2 separate regions of the Danio rerio genome follow, and region 1 is linked to region 2. Evidence: chromatin contacts called from public HiChIP or PLAC-seq data. All regions are on one chromosome and are shown on one strand. The core of a region is the stretch at or near the end of the contact, and the rest is flanking DNA. Distances in the headings are between cores, read along the strand shown.

Region 1 (4,626 bases), core at 1,959-4,458, 75 kb after region 2:
TATTTATTATTTTTTTATTAATCTTTTGAAGTCTAGGTGGGATGGGTAGGAGTGGGTTTTAAAATTTGCACTTGTTTTTTTATCACTTTATATTGTTTTCTGAAAAACTCAATAAACAGTTGTTAACAACAAAAATATGTATATTTAAGTTGTAAAAACTGGCAAAATACATAAAACATCATTATTAAACACTAAAAATAACCAAATAAAAATCACAAAAAATAAAACAGCATTTTAAATTAAACATTTACAACTGAAGGCACAATTATCAATTATGATTAACCGAGCAAGCACATTCTACACACTTTTTTTCCTATGAATTTTTATTATTATTATTATTATTATTATTATTATATTTATTTATTTATATTTTATTTTATTTTATTTATTTATTTATTTTTTTTGGAGTTTAACAAGTACAGTGTGAATTATCAATGACAATTTTAAATAAATGACCTGCTTCATTTACTTGTTGATTGGGCTGAATGTCTGTCTTTCATTATTTAAAAAACAAAACAGTTTTATTAACCACAGTCACCTATTGTGAGTTATTGTGTTCCTTAATGGATTTAAACTACTTGTTGAGACAAAGCTAGGATGTCAAAATGTGTCATCCATTCAGCCTCACCCAATTACACTCACTCTTTTGCACTTTTACCTCACAGGAAATTGAGTGTGGAGAGCAAAACATGCTTCAACAAAGTGAAGAAATCTCTATTGTCTATTGAAGCTCTCAGTCTTCTCTAGGGATGGTCAGGCTGAATAATGCAGTTCTTTACCAATTATAGACGTGTATTATAATATAGAGAAATGCTTGAAGTTATTGTACAATATGTGTGTAAATGTGAGTGTGTATGGATGTTTCCCAAGTGCAGGGTTGCAGCTCCAGGGTATCCGCTGTGTAAAACATATGCTGGATAAGTTGGTGGTTCATTTCACTGTGGCGACTCCTGATTATTAAAGGAACTAAGGTGAAGGAAATGAATGAATGAATGAATGAATGAATGAATGAAAACTGTTTAATATACTGGAATCTGAGGACTCTACCTGTCTAACTACTGAGAAAATTGACTTTAAAGTTGTCGAAATTTGGCAGTTTCTTAGCCAAGCGCATTACTAATCTAAGATTAAAGATCAGTATGAAAAGATCTTTGTTTAATATTCAAATGATTCACAATTTTTTTTTTATTAAAATAAAAAACTTCTTGAATTTTGAGCATGTATGTAAACAAAGAGGATGAATTTTGATGTAAAAACATTTAAAAAAATAAAATGGTTTAATTTTTACAATTATTTGAAAATAGAAGACTGCCTTAGAAGACTGACAACAGAATAATATTAAACCTCCTGAAATTAATTAATTAATTTATTTATTTTTTCATATTTATTTGTTCATATTTATTTATTTATTCATATGTGCTTATTTATATTTATATATTTCTTTATATATATTTGTTTATTCATATTTATTTATTCATATATTCATTCGTTCATTTTCTTTTCAGCTTAGACCCTTTATTAATCAGGGGTCGCCACAGCGGAATGAACCGCCAACTTATCCAGCATATGTTTTACGCAGCAGGTGCCCTTCTAGCTGAAACCCATCACTGGAAAGCACCCACGCAATTTCATTCACACTCATAAACTAGTCAATTTAGCTTACCAAATTCATCTAAAGCCTATGTCTTTGGACTTGTGGGGAAAACCAGAGCACCCGGAAGAAACCCATGTGAACACAGGGAGAACATGCAAATCCACATAGAAACGCCAACTGACCCAGCCGAGGCTTGAACCAGCGACCTTCTTGCTGTAAGGCAAATGTGCTACCCATTGCGCCACCATGCTGCCCTATTTATTTATTTAGTTATTCATATTTATTTATTTGATGGTCCTAGCCTTGGTGTTTATATGTTTAACAACAGAAATAGAGCCTGTTTGTTACTCTTCTATAGGTTAAATACATAAAAAAGAAAAGAAAAAAGACAGAAATAAGAAAAAGAGGGGCAGAAACAGTTTTTTAGGTCCTCTTATTCCCTCGAAGCACCGCAAATTGGCCTAAATACAATAATAACAAAAAAATAATGCAAAAATGCACATTTGTGAGAAACTTGACATTTTGTTTTGCCACAACTAATTTCTAATATTTCTAATGCAATTATGTCATTCAAAATGCTTCATGAGACTATAGTTCTTTCCCCCACTAAAGCAAATAATTAGTTTATTGGTCTGATTTTCTGCTTGATATCAAAGTTCGTAATGTTGTGCTTCTCTTTGTAGCTTGTTGATTTGGTTCAGTGCTTATAATGCTTTAACAAAAGGAAACAACAGAATGGGAAAAATACATTCAGAAGCAGCACTCTGCACTAACACTCTATAGCAGGCTGTTATTTTTGTTGCATAGCAACATGAATGCGTCACTGGCCACATTCTAGTGAACTGATGCCACTTAATGAATTTGCATTTTAATAATAAGCCCATACGCATGCATAATTTATATTGTAATATGAAGTTACTGGTTAATAATTTCAGAAAATATACTTATTGCTTGTTGCATTCCAAATAAAGTCACACTTAAATAGGTTGCAGTGACAACCTTGTTATGTCCTTTATATATTCATAATGCAGAACAGCCTCTGGTGTATGTACAGTGTGCGCGTGCGTGTGTGTGCGCGTGTATGCATGTGTGTGTTTGTTCAGAATTCAGACTTAACCTTAAATCTGTGCTTGAATCATCTTATCAGCAAGCAGAACACAGTACATTCTCGTAAACATGAAACACATCCTGTAGAAAGTCAACCAGCCTTTAAATGAAGAAGCAAAGCAATTATCTCAGCGATCTGATTAATGAGAGCTGGTATTTGGGTCTCGGTAGGAAAGCTGGATCTGCTGCTGCTGCATCCACTTCCCAATCATGATGCTGATGGTGATGCTGGGATGAGCAGGAGGAGGAGGGGGGAATCACCATAGCAATAGTGACGTCATCCCCCTTGCTCTAATTGGAGGAAACCCCGTGGCTTCAAGTCAGAGTCTACTGGGCAACCGAACGCATTGGCACAGGCCCGCCTCCATTCCCCGCGCTAATCAGCTATTGGACGATCGCGAAAAGAACAACGAGTGACAGGCGGTAAACGCAGCCTCTGATTGGCTGACAGGCGGGATTAGCGACGTTCTGTGGTAACACTTTCGATTGTCTTTCTCTACTACATTTTTTTTCCTAACCATCCAAGCTCAAAGGCTATCAATCCGGTGGAGCCAACTATAGATTGCGAGGTGAGGTGCAATTTAATGTGTTTAAGCCACAGAGTATGATGTGTGTTTATTATTTAAGCTTATGTTCTTATGTGTGGTTTATATCGTTTCATTGGACGGCGTAATCGGTAAAACCGCGCTGGTCGGTTGAGAGGCAGGAGGGGCTGCCAAACTGCGTCCATATCGATCAGGAAAAAAATGGTTGATTTGCTTATTACATTGTAGTAAACATGTATTTCCATTTGGTGTGCGATACTTGCGTCCTTAGAATGCATATTTGCTTAATATGTGTTGGCTAAAATTATAATATGTGTTGGACAAGATGAGACCCATCGCTGTTTAAGGCGGGTCGTCGAAACGTTTTTTTAAAACATGCTTTTTCAATACGATTTTGTTAAACGTTGATTTAGATAGGGTTGTATTGGTGTTATAAACTAATATTAAGTCTTAACGTGCGCATTTGTTTGGCAAAAAACGCATTGTAGAACGAGAAACCTCATTGCTACGGAAATCAGGCTGGATTTCATTGATTCATATTGACTCGGTATGATTTTCATCGGTGTGCTAAACTGAAATGTCCTATTTTGACATTAAAATTATACGTTTACATATATACATAAATAAAATCCCCTATTTTGACATTAAAATACGCATATATATATATATATATATATATATATATATATATATATATATATATATATATATATATATATATATATATATGTGTGTGTGTGTGTGTGTGTGTGTGTGTGTGTGCGCATGTTTGTGTGTGTGTTTGTGAACAGGGCTGGGCTGTATGGATCACACTGACACAGATGTGTTAAGCTGCACACACACACTTGCATTCATACACACCCTGTCCGTGTCTTCAAATCTAGTGAGCTGGCTACCTAGACAGCAATGCGTGTCTGTCGGAAATGCGGTTTTGGCAGGCAGCTCGCTAGGATTTAAATCGCATCCACTCGTCTTAGCTGATCTCCGTGTTTCTAGTATGTGTGTAGGTAATGTAAATGTAAGATTCACGGAGAAAGCTTGATTTCAGTGATTCGAATCTTTTGAGTCATTTGAAATCTGCTTCATGCATTACTGATTGCATCGTTACGACAGTTGATGGCAACAATGTTTGCGTGTGCTTTGATGTGGCATCTACCGCCTTTTGCTTCTCGGAAGTAAGCTAATTATTGCTAAATACCTAGAAAAAAATATCTAGATGGGAGATTTCCTTAAGATTCACATGTTGTTGTTGTTTTTCAAGGCATTTGGCTAGCCCTGTCACATTAATCAATATATCGATTTATCGCAAAACATATGGACATGACCTCAATAATTTTAGGTGATGCAATATATATCGCCCATACATACCCAATTCTAGCA
Region 2 (4,462 bases), core at 1,396-3,895:
ACGGCCAGTCAAGAAGTGTCAGAAGGAGATCTGGTGACTTTTTCACTTGCGACAAAGTTCATTAAGAAACCGGTTGGGCCGTTTCGCTGTGATTTGTCATCTATTATTGAGACTAAGATGACTTACGGTGATTTTAAATTCTTTGATCCACTGCTTATGTATTAATGGGACACAATTGAGTTTTTTTTCTCTCAGCTTATTTTTAGTTTAAGGTGAGGGCCATAACAAGAATGTTAACCCAGAACTGAACATTCTGTCAGCATTTACTCACTCTTTACTTGTCACAAACCTGTTTGTCTTCTTTTCATCTGTTGAACACTAAAGAAGATATTTTGAAGAAAGTGGAAAGCTGCAACCATTGACTTCAGTGGTATTTGTTTTTTCCGACTATGGATGTCAATGGTTACAGGCTTTCAGCTTTCATCAAAATATCTTATTTTGTGTTCAGCAGAGAACAGAAACTAATAAAGGTTTGAAACCACACAATGGTTCAGTTTAATTTTTGGGTGAACTATCCCGTTAACTGGTATGCAATTCAAATATGCATTATTCATTTTACTCAGGGCTAATGTCACCATGCATGCACTCTTTAAGCGAAAGTTTTAAAAAAAGTCTTCATGTAATCATCCCTTACTTGTTTCAAATCAGTTCGAGTTTCTTACTTTTGTTGAACACAGACTTGGGTATTTTGGAAAATGTTGAAAACTGGTAGCCATTAACTTCCATAGAATTCTTTTATTTTACACTATGAATCTTAATGGTTACCAGAAAACATTCTTCAGAACATCTTTTTGTGTTTAACAAGACAATAAAAGGTACTCATAAGTGTTTGGAACTACTTAAGGGTGAGTCAATGGTGAGTAAATGTTCGGTTTTCGATGAACTTTCAAAACAAAAACATATACTTTAAACATCAATGGTTCTATAGAGATCATTTAAGTAACATATGATCTTTAAATTGCACAACAGGTACTTTAGAATGGTAAAACTTTCTTCACACTTTCCAAAACTGCTTACTAAAAACCTCTTTGGAGCACCAATAATAGTTCGTCAAACTGTGAAACCCCCCATTTTGAAGGGCTTTTTTGGGGGGGGAGGGTGATGATGGTTAGTTTCTGTTGTCCCCTTTAATAATAGACTCGATCCATATAGAGTTGCTATGACAAAACTTGCGTCCAAGTTGGTGTACGCAAACGGATTACGAGTAATTTGATAACTAATTGTGCCATTCTTTCTCCCTGTTTGATTTTAACTTCGCAACCCGATAGATCCGTTATCCTGGGACAATAAAAACCTTGTGGACACGCAATCCCACTTCTAAAACAAAAGAGGCAACCAAGCGTGAAATCACTAATGATGCGTTTGCGACCCCATCCAGCAAACTCCAAACACTAACTAAGAAGAGTTTTGAGTTTTTGCATTAGGAGCCACAGATACACAGTCTCTAGTTGCATATATGCTATGGTGATTGTCATCAACAAACGTTTGTTTGAGTGGAAAAGCTCAGCAACTGGAAAATATTTAGTGTACACACAATGACCACTTCTACGAAACAAAAGAAGCCGGAACGTTTCCTAAAAAATCCAGAGCGATTCTGTGTGGATTTGCATGTTTTAAACAATGCACAAAAGCCTTAAACACCATTCCTGAGTAGGAATTGCCAACGCCTAGAAAGCAGGTGTGTGGTTTCAATCAGCTCCTTTTACAAAACTTTAGCCAAATTTAACCTAAAATAATATTTTGATGATCCCTTTAGACATTTTGTTGATTATACCTAACTACATGCGAGTGTTAGTAGTCTGTCTGTTTACAGTAATACCTGCCAACACTTTTATTTTGAATGTCTCTCAACTGACATTCAGCTGACTGTAAGTAAATATAAGTACTTTAATGAGAGAATTCTTATTGACAGTTACTTACAGTTAACAATGTCTGTTGAGGATCCATCAAAAACAAATGAACAAATAATAATTCAAATATCGCAGATTTAACATACTGTACAATACTAATAATATCACTTACTCCCACATCATATACTATTACCTTTACAAAAACACAGATACTAGTTGCACAAGCTTATAACAAACACTTACTAAAAGAAAGTCCTGCAATTCCCATTTTGCCTCAAATACGATTTCACTCCAAAACAGATAAACAAACATTCAAAACAAATCAAGTATCACGCAAGTCTGACAAACTCAGCGCAGCGCTCATAACTCCCGCAGCAGGTGCAGATACACCTGCGACCGTAGCAGGTCTGAACATGACAGGTGAACTGAAGAAACCGAACAGCACAACTGTGTAGCGGAATCAGCTCTCGCTGACAGTCTGACTCCTCACGGCAAGCCAATGCCTTCCACAATTGCTAAACTAATCTCAGTCAGCTTCAGCAAATAAAAGCAGAATTAAGCAGTAAACAGTGTATGAATCATGAGATCCGTTTGTGTCGATCTTCCCTCGGTTAACTATGGACCAACAGTGGTGAACTTACTTTTCATGCTCCTGTGACATCTCTTATGGTCGAACTGGACTTTCTAGTTGGTACTGTAAATCCGATCCTTCTTCTTCTTGTATGGAGCAACGTTTTCAGGATGGGATGAGGGCTGCGTTGTACGAGAACGGGTTTTGTTGGCTTTTCTCGCTTTTTTGGATATACTGAGAAATTGGGGCCGGTTTTACCTGTGACAGGGCTCTGGATTGGATTACACCTAAGAGGAGGAGCTTAATATTCAAAGACGCTCATCTGTTTATGGTTTGTGCATGTTTAAGGTTGCATCAAATCTGGGGAAATTAACTGCACGGTGTAAATACGGTTTTTAAATTTAGATTTGCATTGGAACATTTTGGTTATTTAAGCTTTTAATTGTCTATATTTCTATATAGTATTTTTATTTTCCAAACAAATCTGATTTAGATTTGGGCTACTGAAGATGTTTGAAAATATTATGATTTTGTAATGTTAGTGTTCTTTGCGTACCAAGGCTGGATGTATTTGATTTAAAATAATAATAAGAAAAACTGTAATACTGAGAATTATTATTTACCTTTTAAATAGTTTTTTTTTTTAAATATTGCATTTATTTATGTCATTATTCACATTTTTATTGTCACGTGATCTTGCACACTGTAGAAAAATTCCTGGTTGTCTTAAATTTTTAAGCTGAATCAAAATAACCTTATGAGTCCCTTGAACTTATGTTAAGGTTAACTGACTTAAAAACAGCTTGTGTAACTTATCAAATTAAGTTAGAACACGATTAACTTTGTTTAAAAAGTTACAATGACCTAAAAACATATGCGCTCAGGACTAATTGATTATATAATTTTTTACAGTGCAGAAATCATTCTAATATGCTGATTTGATGCTCAAGAAACATTTATTTAATTTAATTTATTTTAGTATTTAAAATATTTAATATTTATTTATTTATTTCATGTATTCTTATTCATGTTGAAAACAGTTGTGTTGTTTATTGCATGTATTTTTATGGAAACTGTGAATATAATACCACCAAAAGTACAAAGATAAAAGTCTTAATAAAAGATGTGTTAATACAAGGGATAATATTTATTTAAAATATTCATACTTATTAATGACACATTAAATTGATCAAAGGTGACAAAAACATTTATAATATTCTAAAATAAATAATAAGCTATTTTTAATGCTGCCTTTTTAGCTTCTGTTTATCAAAGAATCCTGAAAATCGATATTTATATATTTTTACATTAATAATAATATAATAATCAGCATTGAATATTGAGAAACGATAATGATTAACCACAACACAGAATTAAATCAGTATATTTGAAATTCTGAAGTATTATTTGACTCTGAACTGTGGAGTGATGATATAGAAAATGCAGCTTTGGATTATACAAATTAATAAATGTTTTAAACATATTCCCAATTTTTCCCAAACTTTTATCAGGTACTAAACAAGACATCAAATAAAACAAGTTTAAATCACTTTACAGTATAGAAAAAAATCTGCATGAAGACAGCATTTGTATTAAAAAAACACATATCATCTCATTATAAATTACACAAGTTTAAACTGTTCCTGAAAATGCTGGTGATGTTCAACATACTACACTAAAGGATGAGATATCATTAGAATTGAACATTCATTGTGTATCCCAGAGATGAATATGAACAATGACATCTCTTGCTTGGCTGTAAATTTAGTTTTCATGTTGTAATTCACATGCATTTCCATGTCTTCAGTTTCTGCTGATTTGTGTGCATAACAATATTAGGTGTTGCCAATACAGCATTCATTTAGCATATTAGGACAGGCCCAATTCAAAGCGCTGTTAACACCCACACCAAACCAAAACCCAACGCTAGTTCTTCTTAACTGAACAAAATGGCTTTAATAACAATATATATTTATATAGCTGTTTTGTTTTGCATGATATAATCATAAAGAATTATACAAAATTATTCAGTCAATTAAAT

What was found. HiChIP or PLAC-seq counts read pairs in DNA pulled down with a chosen protein or histone mark.
Region 1: an H3K4me3 HiChIP or PLAC-seq map of gastrula embryo shows a contact between it and region 2, with 2.6 times the contacts expected there. The contact joins the promoter of ywhaqb here to the promoter of grhl1 in region 2. A contact is called at or near these places in 2 of 18 Hi-C or Micro-C datasets (embryo and an unstated tissue) and 2 of 4 datasets of contacts at active chromatin or transcription factors (embryo and gastrula embryo).

The regions. Positions count from the first base shown.
Region 1 is chr17:34,201,844-34,206,469 of GRCz12tu, forward strand. It overlaps ywhaqb (tyrosine 3-monooxygenase/tryptophan 5-monooxygenase activation protein, theta polypeptide b), which reads left to right and starts at 3,209. Exons shown (of 6, transcript NM_201484.1): 1 at 3,209-3,270.
Region 2 is chr17:34,127,843-34,132,304 of GRCz12tu, forward strand. It overlaps grhl1 (grainyhead-like transcription factor 1), which reads right to left and starts at 2,646. Exons shown (of 15, transcript NM_001305567.1): 1 at 2,492-2,646. The coding sequence starts at 2,511.